2 separate regions of the Columba livia genome follow, and region 2 is linked to region 1. A link is a contact called in public Hi-C data. All regions are on one chromosome and are shown on one strand. Each heading gives the region's core, a stretch centred on a gene start, on an enhancer-like site or on the middle of the called end of the contact. The rest is flanking DNA. Distances are from core to core; before and after follow the strand shown.

Region 1 (6,205 bases), core at 516-3,015:
TGTGTCTTTTTGCGGACTGCAGTGCTCCTCGGCTCTGCACATCCTTGTGAGCAAGGCTGTCGGTCGGCAAAGCTGGCGGGCTGCAGGGGGCACTGCGGAGGAACCCAAAAAATACTTTTCCGAAGTTAAACCTAATTCGCAGCTGTCTGCGTTTCTGGCCTACTGACACTTTCCATTTAAATTGAAAACAAACAAACACTCAAAACAAAAAAAAAAAAACAAACAAGAAATCCCTCTCCTCCTTCTCCCCCTCCCCCCTTAGTTCTTGCATTCAATCTTTTCCCATATATTCATATACGACCAGATAATACTGTTGTCTTGTAGAGTCAGATGGAGAGGAATAGTTCTGTAAGAACTTACAACATCCCCTGGCTCCAGGTTAACAGGGGTACTGTAAGTTATGCAGGATTTGCAGTTTCCCCTAGCTCTTAGGCTGCTTTTGAGCCCCACTGTAATTGTGCCCTGTTTTTTTCATGAGAAGTAATAACTGGTGATCATGAAAAACTGTAAGAAGGTTCACTTTAGTTCTCAAACTACAAAATACAGAAGAAATGTTTTAAAGGGGGGGGGGGGGGGAGGAGACATGCTTGTTAGCCCCAATGTAAGGAAAGTACTAATTATTGAAATTTGTTTGTCCACTGTGATTTTCCATCTCAACATAGTCAGGAATTGTTGCAATAGGAATAAAATTATAACCAAATTTAATACTGCTGAGCGTCTAAAGAAGACAAAGACAGCTTTTTACCACTGTCAGCTTAGAAATAGTATCCTATGCTAATCTGCAATGGCAGAAATGATGATGGTTTAAATCAGATCTCATGACTAATGTATGAGTTCCCAATTTTCTTTATTTCCAGCTGCATGTTAGAGAATAAGGGCATGTCTCTGAGAAAATTGTTTTATGTAGGTATATTTTAAAAAAGGAAGTGAATAGTTGATATTACTAGTTAGAAAATAACAATCAATTAAAAGTGTGTGAGCAATAGGTTTGTCTGCAAAATGGTGTAAAGCGAGGTTCCTGGGATGTTATTCTTGATCCATTAATCACCCGCGCTCTATCTGGAGGCAGCCACCGTTCGCTTGGAAAAACGTTCCTGCCCAACGTGTCATGTTTCTGCTGTTGTTTAAAATAGAAAGTTCAGCCCCGTGTCTGGGAGGCACAGGGCTCCCCGCTCTGTTTGCATTCATTATGCAACAGTTTACACAGAATGGAAACGGCGGCACACGCCGCTCCAGCGCGGGGTGCAGCCTGCCGCCGGGTGCGAGACCCCTCCGCTCTGCGCGCAGCGCTGCCCCAGGCTGCTCGCCTGCGGGCTCCGGGCCCTCCGCGGCCGGCGGCACCGGCCTCAGCGCTTCCCGAGAGCCGGGGCTCAGGACAGGCGCTGCCCCCCGCCCCCAGGTGCCCGCCGCGCTACGCCGCAGCACCCAGCTCCGGCCCAGCGCACCGCGGCCGCCCCGTCGCCCGGCCGGGTAAGGCGGCCGCCTGCCCCCGCGCAGAGGGCGGCGCAGCACGGGGAGCCCCAGCGCGCAGCGGAGGGCCGCGAAGGCCAGCGCGGGGCGTCCCGGGGGCGGCAGGTGGCTGTCCCCGCTCCGCGTAGCCGTGCCCGCCGCTGCCCCGCGCCTGCGGACACCCCGCGCCGCTGGCGGCCGTGAGCGCAGCGGCGGTCGCCGCGGGGGAAGCGCCATGTCCGCTCCTGCTGGGCGACGTCCGTGCCGGGTTTTGCACCTTGTCCCCGGGTCTGCCTCACGGCCTGGAGGAGCTGCTGCTGCTGCTGCTGCGGTGTTTACTGAGCGCTCCTGTCCTGATATCACTCCGCTGGCATGGAGGAGGAGGAGGTGGAGGTGGAGGAGGAGAGCATTTGATCATTGTGATGGTGGCAGGAGGAGCAGCAGCAAGCAAAGCAGAGCAAAGCGTTAGGCTGTATCAGCTCGGCGTTTTGCAAAGACTTCAGAGCTCTACTTTTTTTCCAGCTCGGCCCGGATTGTTCATGTGTTTACTTCCCCCAGCCCGAGGATTTGCTATTTAGGTTCCTGTCGAAATGCAACTGAGCAGCCAAAGTACTTTGCGAACGCGGTGCGGCATAAACACCAAAACTTTTTTCTAGAAGGAAAATACAATAAGAAAGCGGCTTTGCCTGTCTTTTGATGCCGGGGAGTGCGAGTGAGTGTGCCGTGTGTGCCCAGCGTGTGCTTGTGCTTGGATGTGTGTGTGTGAACGTGTGTGTATGTATATGTGTGTGCTTGTGGAGGAGCGCGTGTGTTTCTCTTTATACATGGGGAGAGAAGACTTTTGGCAAAATCTCCGGAAATCTCATGGAACCTATTTTGAAATGATGGATTATAAAAAAGAAAAAGGAGGAAAGGAACTGGTCTGAATATCTCCTGGAGTTTGCTACCCGAATTGCTGCTGCTTAGTTTGTTGTGCTTTTTGTGTGTGTGTTTGTTGGTTGTGTTGCTGGTGATAACCTTTTAGCACTTTCTTTATTTCCCTCCCTCCCTCCCCCCCCCCATTCTTTTTAATGTTTTGGAGCTCCTCGAGAGGGATTGGCTGTGGGGAAAGAGAAACATTTGCTTGGGATCGCTGTTTCCCTGATCCATGGTGGTGCCCCCTCCCCCCCCACCCCCCCCGGTTCTCTAAAAAGTATCTCATCAGGACCCCGGAGGAGACTGTGTGTGCGTGAAGGGTAGGATAAAAAGTTCTTCCAAAATAGTGTGCACGGGGAAGAGGATGGGGGATTTTGCAGCCCCCGCTGCCGCCGCGAATGGCAGCAGTATCTGCATCAACAATAACCTGAACAGCAGCCTCAGCGGGGCTGGCGGTGCCGGTATCGGGGTTAACAGCACTCCCCACGGTCCTCCTGCCGCTGCTCCCGGTAACAATAATGCTAACAGCGGCGGCGGCATTCCCAAGCACAGCACGGTGGTGGAGCGGCTGAGGCAGCGCATCGAGGGCTGCCGGCGGCACCATGTCAACTGCGAGAGCAGGTACCAGCAAGCCCAGGCGGAGCAGCTGGAGCTGGAGCGCAGGGACACGGTGAGCCTTTACCAGCGGACCCTGGAGCAGAGGGCCAAGAAAACGGGCACCGGCACCGGCGGTAGCAAGCAGCAGCATCAGAGCAAACAGCAGCAAGATGCCGAGCCTGCCGCGGCGGAGCAGAGGAACCACACTCTGATCATGGTAAGGGGATGCGGGCCGGGGGAGTCGCTGTCCGCTCCGAGTCTCTCGCCGGGATGAGCTGGGGGTCGCCACCGTTGTTTTCCGCCGGGGACGGGGCTCGGCTCAACTTTGGAGGTGGCAGGGCCGCGAGCAAGGTTGGCGAGCGGGGGGCTGCCGGGTGGCTTCTGCAACTTCTCCAGGGCAGGGGCGGGGGCAGCGGACAAACTTTTTTCCCGGTCTCTTTCAGAAGGGAAGAGCCGCCCGTGGGGGGAGGAAGAGGGAAGGAGCGGTGCCGGGCGGGCTGCCGAAAGCCAGAGAAGGGTTTTGTGTGCGTGCGTGTTTTGCGACGGCTTTCCGCGCGGGAGGCGTGCGGCTAGGCAGCCGTGCGCCTTTGCTGGCTGCCTTTTTAAATCCCGCCGCGGAGGAAGGTGGAAGTTAGCTCCGCAAGCTGGGGTGACGGCAGGAGGAAAAGTTGGGCAGGTTTCTCGCCTCGGCTGCCCCGGCGTGCAGGAGCCAGGCTGCCCACGCGAGCAGCATCTCGAGCTGAATCGCTTCCTAAAGTTTCCTTGGGTTTTAAGGAGCTTAGCGGGGAGCGGAGGGGGGAAAAGGGGCGGGGGCTGAGCCGGTAGGAACGTAGCGGCAAGTAGGAAGCGGAGTTTCCCACTCCCAGGCTGCACCGATGATGAATAATAAAAGGCGGTGCGGGGGGAGCCGGGCCCCGCTCTCCGTCTGAGCCTTATTTATAGCAGGTCGCGGCCGCCACTCGTTCTGGTGGGTGCCGCCGCCGGCTCGGGCTATTCGCCTGGGCCGGCGGGAGCAAGCGGGCGACTTCGCCTCGGGGGGAACGCGTGTGTGTCCTGACGTGTCCCCCCGCCCCGTGCCGGGGCGGGGGTGCCTGGCTCTCGGGGGCGGGCACGGGGCAGCTGGGTCTTCGCCGTCTGCCGGGCGCACAATAGGCGGCGGAGACCGGCGGGGAGGAGAGAGGGAGGGGAGGTGCGATGGCAGCGTGTGGTTTACAAGCCTTGCACGTCCCTCCCTCTCTCCCTCCCCTGCTGCGCGAGGAGGCGCGGCGGTGCGGGAGGGTCCAACAGGGCGGCAGCTGCCGACGGCCCCGCATGGGGGGGTCTCCGTGACAAAGCGGCGGGGAGGAGGCCGTCCCGGCAGTGGCTCTTCCCCCCGCCCCCCGCATCTGAAAGCGGGGAGCAATTTGTTTATTTTGGGCCGCGCCGAGCCTGTCCTCCCCTGGTCGTGCTGCCGGCTCCTCCTCTGCGCGATGCCGCACAGCCTCGCGGGCAGCACCCTTTCCCTCTGCCCCTCGCTGTCCTACCGGGCGCTTTGTCTGCCCCGCAGCCCCGCTCCGTCACGGAGGGCGAGGCAGTGGCGATCGCTTCGCCACTAGCAAACAAAAGCTCAGTGATGAGTGCAGCGCCCACCTCCCGCCCCGCCGATAAGGAGCAGAGCGCGGCTGCCGCCTCCCTGCGTCCTCCCGTCCGGAGAGCAGTCCCCACCGCCCGGCAGCCGGGCACACCTCCCGGCGAGGCCAGACGGGGGACGGGAGAGCGGGACTCCTTCCTTGGCGGCGGGGAGGCGCGCAGGACCCGCGGCAGCGGGCAGAGGAGGGAGCGGGGCCGGAGCGCAGGAATCGCGCAGGGAGGGAGCGCCAGCAGGAGCCACACAAAGCGGCGGGGGGGAAGGGGGGGCCGTGCTTCGCAAACAGGAAGCAAAAAAACCTCACTGACATCTTGTTGCTTTCCTGATGTTACCAGGAAGGCACAACCATATTTCTCTTCCTTCTCTCACCGTTCCGCAGGACTGAGGCTTTTAAATACACACTTGATATGGTGCTCCCACACCACAATACTTTGCCTTGACTTAGATCTACTCCTAGTGCAGTAACTGAGTCTCTAATCGCACTCCATGAGCAGGGGCTATCTTTCGTCAGCCAAACTGTCCTCAAACACCATGTCATTTTCACAAGATACAGAAAAGGGACTGGTTGCTCAGGCTCTGGGGAAGCATCATGGTGCACTCTGCACATATCCAGCTCCAGAACAGCTCCTGTGCTTCTAGGCCTTCGCTAGTCGTGGGTTGTCCTTTCACCTTCTTTCCAAAGCCCATGCTAAAGCCTTAACCGTCAGAATTTTTAGTTAAGTAGTTGGTTTGTTGGCCTTCATTTGAAGATCTAGGATGGATATACAAAGCCATGCTATAATGTGAAAGTTATGGAAACAAAGTAACAAAAGGAGGAACTGCGGTTAAAGCTCTGTAACTGTGCACTGTTACTAGCTTGTTTCAGGTTGGGACACTCCAAGAGCTAAGAGTAGCCTAATGAAGGGATAGTTTGCTATGAAATTAGTCGTAACTGAATTTTTGTGCTACGGTCTTCATGCTGTTTAAATGTACTTGACATGCACTATGCTTTTCATCTTAAATTCTAATACTTTATAAAAAAACTAACCATTTCCATCAACCAAGTGGTTTAAGTACACAAATGTTGCAAAAAATTAGAAACATTATTTGCTTTGTTTCACTTGTAGAGTGTTAATTATGATTTCTGTCTACTGTCTGGAGACATTAATGGGTACATGAAAGTTATACTGAAAACCTGAGAAACTGCTCGTTTTAAAGCAGTTGAAAAGTATTTTCATTTTTAAAGTATGAAAAGTAAGTTCTTAATTTCTGCCAGTCATATCAGTTTGGTATATTCCACAGTTTACTTACATCATGCTTTGTATTTACCAAAACAGTTCAACTCTATTCAGTATTTACTTTCGACATGAGAAAACAGTTAACTACATTTTGGGATTTTTCTCCTTTTTTTATTCTCTGGTAAACTCCAGCTGTGAGTTTTACAGTGGAACAATTGTATGAATCTGTTACTGCTTTACTCTTCACACAAAATCATTATTAAATTCTTCCCTCAGATTACTAAACTGCACAATTTGGAAGTGAAGCAGTCAGGATTAAATGTCAACAAATACAAGGAGGCTAGCAAGAAATACTGTTTCTGATTATTATTATTTTTTTTAATCAAGTCAAATGAAAGGA
Region 2 (6,341 bases), core at 2,323-4,822, 52 kb after region 1:
GGAAGAAATTGAGACTTGCAGGCTAAGGAACGATTGAACTCGTGGCTCCAGATGTGAAAAGCTAATGCATTCAGAAACTGTTTTAGTGAACACTGCTGAATATAAAGGAGACACATCGGGGGAAACACAGCAGGAATTCTTTATATTCTGCAGCTTCCCAGGCTGTTCCTTATGCTCCTGCAGCAAACCTCATTGGACAGCTACTCTCAGGCTATTTTTTTTCTCCTGTGGGAGCAGTCACTTCAGTTTATCCCTTTGTTGCCATGGCTTCTGCTTTAACTTTACTGCCCCTCTAGATTTCTTAGAGTGGGCCTTCAAAGCAAAACTTCCCGTTTTTGCTGAAAGGCACCTGGCAATAAACTAGGTGAAAGCTAGTGTGGGAAATGTAAATCTGATAGAAAGAGCAATAGCTTAAACCACTTCAGCCCCATTCCAGAGGGCCTTTGATGATGCGCCCTGTTTATTGAGCTGGGAAGGGCACACGCTGCCTGTCTCTGGGTCTATGGAATATAGTTTCTGCATTTTCGGTTTCTGTCTAGGTGAAACGGCAGAAAATAGGCTCTGTTGACTAGAGCAGCGATGAAATCTGATCTACCAGAATGTAGTGTGTACTTCTACCAAGCAGAAGCGTTATTGACTCAATCCTTTTCCTGCTCTCTGCCCTGCATTTTCCCATCCCAGAGGATGAGCACTGGAGTGGAGCTGGTTCGTCCCTGCCATGGCTGCCTGTGGAACGGCACCAGAAGAGGTTTGTGTACACATGTGGCTTTATCCACTTCAGCCCAAATAACCAAATGTGGCCTCAGACTGAGGAGCCACCTGTTGGGTTGTATTGTAGGAGAGAGTGATGTTTAGCCCAGTACACTTCTCTGTTCTGCTGTCCCCGTTTACTGCCTCACCTCCTGCAGTCTCAGTTTTCGTCTTTATTGCCACAGAGATCACTTTTTCACGTGAGAGTTTGTACATGTGTATATTTTGTCATACTGGTTGGGAAAAATATTACATAGCACCAAAAAGAAACTTCAATGGCTTGGATAAAAGTTTTCAGAAGTTGTTTTTTCACCATCATTCCTTAAAAACTTAATACCTATCTTGGGTATTTCAAATTTGTTCGTTATCTGTGTGTATATTATAACAACAACAAAAAAAGTTAAAAGTGGTGGTAGGGCACCTTTTGGTTCTCAATTGAACAGTTCTTTTGGAGTCCCTAAATATTTTTAATGAATGTTTTTTGGGTTTTGCTTTTGTTTGCTTGTTTTGAGTTTGGTGTGTTTTTCAGTAGGATATCTGCACAACTGCAAAGAAAATTCAGTTCTAATACTTAAAGCCTCTTTAAATTTTTGCAGTTCTGATAACATAGTAAACCCCAGCTTTGCATGTGGTCATTACAGAAAAAGTGAAGCCAGAGCATGTAGAATAAATAAGACAAAAAGAGAAGGTGAAAACACTGACAAACATGGTATTTAAGGGGACATAGTCAACATGGAGTATTGTGAACTATATTTTGAAAAACAAAGAGTAATAATAAGTAGTAAAAGTTGGTGTGTTTTTTTTTTTGAGACAGCACTTGCCCAAACTTGCCTGTCAGTGTTCTGCAACCACCACATCACTGTGTTATAACTGGTTGTTTATGGTAGTGAATCTGAAGTTAATAGTAGAAGTTGACTGTAGTATCACAATGAAGCTGGCAATTCACAAACAACTGAAAAGGCATTCTGAAAAAGATTTTTTTCATCTCTAATGTATTTCCAGTATAGTGCTTATAAATGTTAATTGTAAGAATAGCAAGCATGAAACAAACAAACAAACAAACAAAAGAGTAACGTGGGTCTTAAAAAGGAAAGAAAAACTTCTAATTAAGTGCAACTCATGTTCAAGTTTTGCCTGATTAAAGCTAGAAAGATGAGATACATTGTTCTTCAAGTTACTTAGCTCTGGTCTATCTCATTCTTCAATTTCATAATTTATATTCAGATTTACCTGAGAAATAAATGAAGCATAATTTGAAGTGCTGGGCTAAATTCATCCTGATATGATCAGTCCAAGTGGAATTACACCAAGGAAGAGTTTGGCCCAGGATTTCTAAACTTACTGAGAGAGAAATCACAATCTAACCTGGAAGGGAAGCATGGAAAAATCTTTATCTGAAATTGCACACCACGTGCATGGAACTGACGGTATAGAGTTCACATAAGTTCTCGTGTCTTCCATAAGAGACTCAGTATTTCTGACCTTTTCTCTACTGGCTTTTATGGGTTTCGGCATGTCATTTAGATTCTTGGTGCATCAGGTTGTATCATCAATGGGATCTGTAGAATGAATATAAATTTATCTTCCTGGAGGGTGTGTTAAACATCTGGACCAACTTGAAAGTCATTAGTACCAGTTTAAGTCCATATCTGCAGGGGCCAGTTGTACAGGGGTGTTCCAGGGTTACTCTAGTGTGACTGAGAGGAAAAAACATGTTGCAGGGGTCTTTCTCAGAACTGCTGGACTTGATTCACCTTGCACTTTCTCTGTTTTACAACATACTTCTGTGGAAGTTAGTCAAGTAATGGCAGTATAAAATGAGTGTTATATAAGGAGCTCCATGCCATAAAACACTGCTTATCGGCAGTATGTATGTTCACTTGCGCCTGGCCAACAAGTGCTGAGGTTAAACATCCCAGAACACAGCTGTGGATGTCAGCTGCTGTCCTGGCACAGTCATCCCAGCCTGGCCAAACTCAGCAACAACTGCATTCTCTTAGCAGGTCAACTGTACTCGCCAATGTGGGCAGTTCTTTAGTAAAAAAAAAAACCCTACCACACACACACACACAAACCTCCAACAAAGTAAATCTGGCCTTCTACAATAAAATGTTAGAGTAGTAAAATCTCCTTTTTCTTTACCACTTCAAAAGAAAAAAAGAAATCTGCTTCAGTTACTATATGTCACAGAAATTAACTCTGTTAATAAGAATTCAGCCATGCAAGGAACTGATGGTTTCGGGGACCTCTCAGAACTGTGACACTGTCATCCAGTTTAGCTAAGCTAAACCAAACTGGATCAAGATATTCTTGTTCCACAGGGGAATACTCACAGTTGCAGTTCTTCAGGATCAACAGTTGTGCTTTAGTTTGGCATCCTACCTTAATCTGAATTAATGTTCAAGTTCAGGCAAGTCCTTTCGTTGGAGGAAACAGACTCTGTTAAAAAGCAACTATTTGCTGTATGTGATTAAACTTAGTTAATTTCAACATAAATACACCCACACGCTGATCTTCCTGTTAAACAAAGTTCGTAAGACTTATCATTAGAAAGTGGAAACGTTGCTATCCCAGCCCTGCTTATTGAGGGACACAGCTTCAAGTCTCAGCCTGATCCCAGCCCTGCCCAGTCTTCATGACCGCAGCCAAGCCTTGGCAACAAAGGCAGCTCCGGTGCACAGATTCGAGGTGCCGCAGCTACAGAAACAGAAAGCCATCATTCTGCTCTCTGTAGCTGTCCCTGCTTTCTGCTGCGGACTCCACCAGAATTTGCCCCGTGCCTTGCAGTGGCTGAGGGTGCGAGGGGCAGCCCCGCAGCAGCTGTGCTTGCCTCTGTAGCCGAAACTCTCCCTCCCTCCCTCTCCCTCTCCGAAATGGCGTCAGAGCAAGCTGCAACACTGCTCTCAACTTGTTCTATCCAGTTTACCCAGCCAGCCCGTTCCTAGAGATACATTCCTGTGGCTGCCTGAAGCTTCACAGGAGGAAAAACCTTATTGAGCTCCCCCTCCACCCCTCCCAAGATGTTTATAGGCAAAGGTCAGATCAGCTTTGCTTCTGCTGCCTGTTCCCCAATCTCACACTATCTCTTGTGACATGGCCTAGGAAGAAAAAGTGCCTTTTATATAAGTGTGTGAACCTGTTGTGTTCTTATAGGGAAAGCTGTGGAATAAGGAAGGGCAGAATTAATCTTCCTAATTTTTAAAAATGTATTCTTTCCTCTCTCCTCTCTCCCAATGAAGCTTTTTTACATAACAAAACCAAATGGTCACAGGAGTGAAAGAAGTGAGCTGAAGATTTTACAACTCTGTCTATAACTTTAAGAATAAAGAATTTCTTTGAAGTTTCACACTGCGAGGAACTTTGTTAACTGAAGTTGCAGATGAAAGTGCAAGTATTTATAGCACCTGATCCAGGATATGGAGATGATGGTTCCATTAACTAGCAGCACAAATGGCCCAGGGTACCAGTAACCAACAAGGTGTTGACCATCTTCCCCATCAGAGCTGGTGGGAGCAGTAAGGCTGACCGGATTAGCTAGCGTGCAGGGAGGGTGTGAGGGAAAATGGTCTTGTCCTCAGCACCTCGTTGTTTTTAGGCATTCAGGCCCTGATGATAAAGCACCCTCTTTCCTTCGTGTTAAGGTTATTCTTTTGGTCTGTGCTGCTGTACAACTGCTTACACTGTGCTCGTGGTGGGTTGGGAAAATTTATGCCTACAGAAAAACTGAGATAGTGACTCAGCAGGCCTTACTTAGTGCAGATTATTGGGAAGATTATGCACTGTGTTCACAACTCTGTGTGAAAAAACTCTGAGAGGGGTATCTGTATCCCAGCAGTATAGTCTGCTGGGTGTTTGGAGTCAGCCCCAGACAGGTAGCAGTAAATACTTGCTCAGGGACATTGCAAATGAAGGTCAGTAGGGGTTGATGAACGAATGTTGTTAAAGTGGTGACAGCCATGTTCTCTAGTAAGAAAGCTGCTGTGAATTGCAATTGTGGAAATTATATACAAATGCACAATGCTGGGGCATAATTCTGCTCTGAATCCTGCAAAATTCAGGTTGTACTCCTGGGTGTGTTCCTGCTGGTGGGTAGTTTTCTCTGTAACAAGTACCTCACTGAGGGACCAAATCCTGTCCCCTCTTGACCTGTCAGAATCACAGGAATGAGGAAAGGTGGAGGGAAGGATCTGGGAGTCACTGCACTGAGCGGGAGGAAGGTTGGAAGTACGTGGATCAGAGGCAATGTGACTCAGCGGGCAGTTCACTTTCCCAGGCGTGGAAGGGCTAGGCTCCAGCACAGCATAACTGGGTCTGGAACAGGCTCTGCTCTGTGGCACAGGGAGAAGGGGCTGTGTGAGCACCCCTGTACCTCCTCACCCCGCTGTCCTGGGGAGCGCTTTGGTCCCTGGTGCCAGGCACTAGAGGGAGACGTCAAGACATGATCTTGCTTGAGGCTGCTCCAGTAGTGTGCACGTTCCCAGGTACCAGATCCCTTTCCAAATGTGGAAGTTCTGTGGAAGTTCCAGGAACACAAGAGGTTATGTGGTAATTAACTGTAAACTTTTGTCCATTCAAACATAAGCTTGGCAGCATCTGGCTCAGAAACCTTTGTCATAACAAAGTGTCTTTAATATTTTGGCTGAAAGAGTGTAAATCTGGGGGTGTAAGAAGCCTTCTCTTTCTGGGTCATCACCATCTTGTTGTCTGGGTGTGGATGCCCCCTCTACAAATATACAGGACACCCTGTTTTGACAAAAAGACTCCAATAAGGTGTGTTGTCCACTGGCTTCTATCTCAGTGAGATTTCAGTCCAGGTTTTGCTTAACAGCTCTTCCAAAATGACTGCACCCCTGAGTAACAACAAGCAGGGTACGGAAAAGCAAAACCATGCCCTGCTCTGTAGAAACAAAGACTGCCTAGCAACCAGGCTCCTCTGCAGCAAGGGCAGATGTGTGTGTGATCATGTGGCCCCTGCTCTTTCAAGGAATGAAACCAAGATGTCAAAGGAAGTTACCCTTTCAGTATCAATCACATACCTGGGGCCTCACCTTTATGGAGGCCTCATAGTCAGCAGAGCAGCATGACGTGCTGCTCAGTTGTACGTTTGCCCTTTTTGCAGCGTGCGTGCCGTCCTTCTCAGGGCAGTCACAGTGTAAAACCAGGTCAGGTAGTTCTGTCCTGAGGCTGTGGCATACCAGTCCTGGAAACAACTGCAACCACAATGACTGAAAGTTTCTCCAGGAAATAGCTTGGATCTTTAACAAGCAGGTGTTTTATGAGCTGATAAAAATGATCTCAAAGGCCCAGAATCAGCCTCACAAGTGGAAAGAATAGAAATGATCAGTGGCTGTTTTTCCTGCTGTTGCGAGTCAGAAATTAAACTGAGGGTTTAGTGAAAAGAGGGTTAAAACACTAGTAATTCAGTGCCTACCAGCTGGGAAGAATAATAAAGCCTGCATTTCTGTGTTGGTATGGGGTGAATGCTGCAGAAACGGGAATTTTATTACATAATTATGCCTCCTACATAAAGCTTTGGGGGAGGGGAAGCTAGCAGGGCTGTGCGTCATTAAAATGACACAAAACATGCCAGC

Evidence for each region. A called contact is a pair of places that touch in the nucleus more often than the background predicts.
Region 2: a Hi-C map of crop shows a contact between it and region 1, with 2.1 times the contacts expected there. The contact joins the enhancer-like site here to the promoter of MAML3 in region 1. A contact is called at or near these places in 2 of 2 Hi-C or Micro-C datasets (crop and liver).

What each region holds. Positions count from the first base shown.
Region 1 is chr4:59,507,147-59,513,351 of bColLiv1.pat.W.v2, forward strand. It overlaps MAML3 (mastermind like transcriptional coactivator 3), which reads left to right and starts at 1,766. Exons shown (of 5, transcript XM_065062014.1): 1 at 1,766-3,178. The coding sequence starts at 2,729.
Region 2 is chr4:59,557,274-59,563,614 of bColLiv1.pat.W.v2, forward strand. The region is part of intron 1 of MAML3 (mastermind like transcriptional coactivator 3); the gene reads left to right. Among named protein-coding and RNA genes, the nearest start is that of MAML3, 52 kb to the left of the region's middle. Within about 2 kb of position 3,573, at least 2 of the 3 cell types and tissues checked have an H3K27ac peak away from gene starts, as active enhancers do.